Linked DNA regions of Mus musculus: region 2 is linked to region 1. Evidence: chromatin contacts called from public promoter capture Hi-C data. All regions are on one chromosome and are shown on one strand. Each heading gives the region's core, a stretch centred on a gene start, on an enhancer-like site or on the middle of the called end of the contact. The rest is flanking DNA. Distances are from core to core; before and after follow the strand shown.

Region 1 (2,700 bases), core at 180-2,679:
CACTCCGTCGGGACCCACCTCGCACTCCGTCTCTTCCTTGTAGCCAAGGCCACATGTAACACTGCATCCTGTGGCATTGACAATGACTCTCCCCACGGCTTTTTGTAGCTCCTCAGGGATGTCCAGTGTCATCAACACCAAAGGCAGGTAGGTTATTGATAACAGACTCCTAAGGATAAAAACGATGGCCCCAGTCTTCATGACTCAGTATTTTACTAGCAGGCATTCCAGATGAATGTTCTATTGTACCACAACAGAGCCTCCAGCTTGGAATAGCCCTGAGCATTGAGAGATTATAATGTACAGTTGTCAGCAAAACAGACACATGCACAGATGTGCACAGAAGCGGGGTCCATAGTCTTAGGTAAGGCCACAGGCAGGAAGACTTTTTACAGTATTGTCGCTTGACTCTCTAAGCTTGCTTGCTTAAGCCTGCCAGGGGCGTCTTCCAGGGCACAATTCTGGTCGCTTCCTAATGAACTTAAACCCACAGGCTTTAGAAGGAAAAAAGGAAAAGACCTGAGAAGCTGAAGTGAATTTCCATGTTACCCAGGTGTATAAGCTAACTCTTTCCCTCCCTCCCAAACTGTGGGAGAGTTTCAAAGTCCCGTACTAAATCTGATCAGATACAAAACCAGTCTTACAAAAGGGGTGAGGCAAGGTTGGGCTAGGATGTTAATTCGAATATCTTGAATAATTTACTGTGAATATTCCTAAACCACCTCTATTAGAAAGATAACTTTGGCTGGGCCTGGTGGCGCATACCTTTGATCCCAGAACTCAGGAGACAGAGGCAGGTGGATCTCTGTGAATTCAAGGCCAGCCTGGTCCACAGATCGAGTTCCAGGATAACCAGCGCTGTTACACCAAGAAACCGTCTTGAAAAAAACAGACAACTCTGGGCTGGAGCCACGTGACTCCCCCCTTGTCCATTTCAGGTAGGTCCCTTTGAACACTGCACCTGAAAGCCCCATTCCCAGGTTTAACTACCTTCACTGTATAGACTTTCAAAGAAATGGAAAGCAAGGTATGGTGACAGCAGCCTCAAAGAGGCAGGACTGCTGGCAAATTCAAGGCTAGCCTGGGCTAAACGGGCTAACTCTAAGACCTGTCTCCTGAAAAGAAAAAGCTTTAGTGGAGTGTGGCAGCACGCGTTCTGCACCTGCATGAAGCTCGGTTTTGATCCCCATCACCACATAAACTGGGAGTTTGCACAGCCCTTCTCCCAGCACTCACGAAGATCACAAGTTCCAGGTCAGCTTCAGCTATACACCCATGTGAGACCAGCCCAGGTTAGAGACTTAGTCCAACACACCCTTCCAAAGGAGCAAGTGAGTACGCTATGGCAGAGGCAGCTCGTCCTGTTCTAAGTGAATCAGGACCTGCCTAGTGTGAGGCGGACTGGTGCTGCCTGACTCTGGTCTGCTCTATTTACCCCCGCAGCACAGAAGAGCTCATTGTTCGCATCAATGAAGGTTGCTATGAAGCAGCTATGATGCTAAAGATGGGTTCTTAGCGACAGAACAGAGTAGCAAGCAGACAGATTTGGTAATCTTTGAAACCATACTACTTGAGTCTCTGAGATATCTTATTCTTTATGAGATAACAACTATTCTGTATTGATGTTAAAATTACTTCATCAGAGAACAGGATTAACAAGGAAGAATATTAACTACATTTAGACTAACAAAGATCCTTGGAAGGCTAGAACCTCTAGGTGCACTACTATAACCTCCCTGAATGCCTAGCACTGTGGCCTCTTCAAAGCTTATAATAAGAAAACCCTATGTGACTGTTTTCATTAACATCAGCTTTTGGCTCAAATCATTTATTTCTAGTTTGGACAACGGAAGGACTCCAAACTGCCTGACCTTTCCAGATCCAAATGACCACAGAGAAAGATCTAAAATCCACACGTATTTTCTACTGTACAAACACAAAGATGGCTGCTGAGTTCCAGAAGCAGGCAGTGTTTACAAACAAGCATGTATACTTGTGGTTTAATAAACATCCAATTTTATTTACAAAGCATTAAAGCTTTAGCAAGAAGTACCCAAGGCTAAGTCTCATCTTGTACAAAACTACAGAACATTTTAAGAAACAAAACGGAGAGGCAGGGAGGACGACAGCAAGGAAAAAGAATATACATATATTACACAAATCAAAAACCTAAGCTGAGAGTGGACGGAAGGTTCTAGAAGCCGACAAAAAGATTCCCAAAGCATAAATAATTATTAGGAGCTGCTGCCAGAGACAATCTGGCAGGGTTTGAGCTGATTTACTCAGTAGCTCATTAATGGAAATGGGACACAGCATTAGCATCCAGATGGAGGGAAATCAAGCCACTTCACACAGGGAAGGCAGAAACCCCTGCATCAGCTTGCACACCACTGCAGTGTGCTGTACAGAGACATGACATGGAGGTAATGTCTACAAATAAAAACATCCCGTGAGCCACTTACCAATCACAACCATTGGTCTCACTCACACTTGGAAGCAGCACAGGAGCAACAGAACTAGAAACTTCCAGCGTGTCCCTGTCACATCTACCACAGTACAATGTAATCAACGGGTTTGGCTGTCTGAAGGAGCCTCCACCAACTGATAAGAGATTTCACAATTAGCATAGTATTTAAACCTCCTTTCAGTGCTGACAGAGTATGGCCCAGGGCAAGCCAAAGCTATTGCCAGAGGCGTCAC
Region 2 (2,700 bases), core at 148-2,647, 89 kb before region 1:
GTGTGTGCGCAGGCATCTGAGGATGCTCAGGAGTCTCCATAGGAACAGGGATGCCATCACACTTCAACAATGTTAAGACGTCCAGTGTAGACAGTGCTGCCCCTCTCTGGGAAGCCCAAAGGGCCAGGGACCTGTTACTGACACTTTAGCAGTGTGTCTTCCATGCTGTTCTGAATTGATCTCTGGATCTGACCTTTACCCTCCTGTATTGAAGAAAGTGTGGTCTTTTACAAAAGAGGCAGTAGCAATCAAGGCCCTGGGGGATTTCCCCGGTTCTATTTGGACAGAAGAGAAGAATTCCAAAGATTTGACCTTGACCGGGGGCTTGGGAAGTGCAAGCTGAGCTTTTAGAATTGGCCACGAGACTTTCAGGAGGCTAGAGACGCTGGGCTCAGTGACAAATGTGAACCCTGAGGAACACTGGAAGTTCCTCAGTACTTATAGTGGGAGGTCCCGATGCCCGCCTTTAAATCAGGTCTTGAGTATTGCTGGGCAGGGGCCACATTCCTCTTCCAGAAACTCCGAAAGCTGTCCTATCAAACCTCCCACTTGTCTCTCTCCCCAGTTAATGGAACCAAACTGGGAAAGCAGATGGTGGAAAACTTCTCTCCCAATCAGACCAAGTTCTCTGTGCAGAGAGCAGACCCAGTGTCGCGTTACCGCTTCTCCCTCAGTGCCAGGACACAGGTGGGCTCTGGAGAAGCAGCCACAGAGGAGTCCCCAGCACCTCCAAATGAAGGTAGGTCCACGGTGGCAGTCCTTGGAGTAAAAGGCCCTAACTAATCTAGACACCTAGAGAAACACACCAGAAGCTGGGTTTGGCCTTCCCGGCTAGAAAGGAAGTGAGGCCACAGAACCTCAGGCCCACTGCAGGAGACAGCCTGACTTGGGTACTGAGAGATATCAGTAGTGTATCGGGAAAGATCATCACTCTTAGATGTACAGGCGGACTGGTCCTCCACTTTGCCCTGACTTACTCAGCTACTTATCAACTATCTGTCCTTGCAGGGGAATAAGGAAGGACATGTGAGACGACAGGCAATCAGGGGGACATGAGAAATAACCATCCTGATGAACTCCAAAGAGTCAAACTGCTCATCTACTGAGAGTCCTCCCTGAGGACTCTGGGAACATCCTGTCTTTTGCCAAGGGCATAGAGAGCCAAGGAGATAGGGCAAAGTGCTTGCCTGGATCAAAAGCAGAGCAGGAAATAATATGTTCTCCCTTTACAACATGAATAAGATGAGGTGTCTGGTTGCAGAGAGGTGGGAGCTGGGAACAACTCTTGCCAAGCCAGCTTCACAAACAGCAAGTGAACTCAGTCAAGGCCAGTTCTAACCTCTAAGATCCCAAGCCAGAGCTGTGCCTGACCTGAGTGTACAGTAGAGGGCGCTCTCGGCTCATTTGCATGCATTGCTGGTTTCAGTGTAACCTCCCAAAAAATTGGACCCTAAAAGCCTCAATACTGGCAGCGCCTTATAAATGGTGAGCACTCTCTACCTCTCCAGAGAGACAATAGTCTATGCAACAGTAATTTTTTTGAGGACCCACCCTCATGTACCAAGCCAGGCACTGCACCAGTAGCAAGGGAGATAAAGATAGTAAGAAGTTCACAATGTCTAGAGACGTCCTCAATAATGGTTCTTTGTCTTTCTGCCTGAATGAAGGTGTTGCCAAGGGCAGGAAGTTTGGGGAGATTCAATATGTAAGGGGAGACCAAAAGGGCGATGTGAATAAGTATTCCTGGGACTGTCATATGATCGTGACTAGTGCCTGTCTCCCATGAGGTCCTGTGGTCTCCTCCTGATCCAGATGTGCTCTTCTGAGCATTCTCATCTGTGTCCCAGGAGAGCGCTGTGCTTCCTAAGGGGACGGCCAGGCCCTGCTGCTTCAGCACAGTATTCTTGTACAGCTGCAGCAGCAGTTGGGAAAGGACTGTCAGCCCCCTGTGTCCCTCTCTGGTCTCCTAGATAAGGAGTAGTCACACAACAAACTCCCGATCCTGGTGTCCTCTTCCAACCCCTGGACATTCAGGAAGTTGGTTAGGGCTGCTACCAGAGACTGACAGACTAGGGTACACTCTCTCTGTACTTCTAGAGATGTCCAGAAAGCCTCTCTTCCCGCCTCAGGGCAGCAGACAAAGCCACTTTGTCCAACCCCAGTGACCATGATGGGGGAATTCCTGCAACTCCAGAGAACAGAGATGGTTTTGGATTTGTGGAAATTGTTCAGAGATCTATTCTAGAGCTCTCAATCATATTTGTGTTCCTAATCTTATGAACTACAACTAATGGGGAAAACTGAGGCAGCAGAAAACCAGATCACATGCTTTCAGAGCCCCAGGGCCTTCAGCGCCATCATACTTTGAACATATGAGCCTGGGACGGTCCCTTGCCCTACTATCAAGCATCTTGCAGGGGATCTTGTTGCCTAGAATTGGCTGCTCCTGCACCACCTACATTTTTATCCTCAATTCCTGGCATCGTAGAGGATCACTTAGCCCAGCCAGGGTAGGACAAATCCTGGGGGGAAAAGCTGGAATATAACACTCTGCCTGAATTGTGCCTTGCAGACACCTCTTATATGGCAAGCCCTTGATTATGGATAGAAATGTGTTAGGTCTCTAAGCCCCAGGTGGAATAACGACAACCCGCCTAGCTCCGGTGGGGTAGAGCATGACGCCCTGAACACCACTTAGCA

Evidence for each region. Promoter capture Hi-C pulls out the DNA fragments that hold promoters and counts their contacts.
Region 2: a promoter capture Hi-C map of trophoblast stem cells shows a contact between it and region 1, with 3 times the contacts expected there. The contact joins the enhancer-like site here to the promoter of Tmem81 in region 1. A contact is called at or near these places in 14 of 39 promoter capture datasets (the 3T3-L1 cell line, HPC-7-derived erythroid cells, Sertoli cells and 7 more), 10 of 484 Hi-C or Micro-C datasets (the G1E-ER4 cell line, cerebellar granule neurons, cerebellum and 5 more), 2 of 115 datasets of contacts at active chromatin or transcription factors (cardiomyocytes and embryonic stem cells) and 3 of 9 other capture datasets (adipose tissue, liver and pancreatic islet).

The regions. Positions count from the first base shown.
Region 1 is chr1:132,504,959-132,507,658 of GRCm38.p6, reverse strand. Tmem81 (transmembrane protein 81) reads right to left here and starts at 1,429. Exons shown (of 2, transcript NM_029025.3): 1 at 1,163-1,429; 2 at 1-494. The coding sequence starts at 201. It overlaps Rbbp5 (retinoblastoma binding protein 5, histone lysine methyltransferase complex subunit), which reads right to left. Exons shown (of 14, transcript NM_172517.2): 14 at 1,994-2,700.
Region 2 is chr1:132,593,523-132,596,222 of GRCm38.p6, reverse strand. It overlaps Nfasc (neurofascin), which reads left to right. Exons shown (of 30, transcript NM_182716.4): 23 at 566-739. Among named protein-coding and RNA genes, the nearest start is that of Gm51646, 47 kb to the right of the region's middle. Within about 2 kb of position 1,397, at least 21 of the 459 cell types and tissues checked have an H3K27ac peak or open chromatin away from gene starts, as enhancers often do. A contact at or near this core is called in Sertoli cells, cerebellum and trophoblast stem cells, where this site is marked.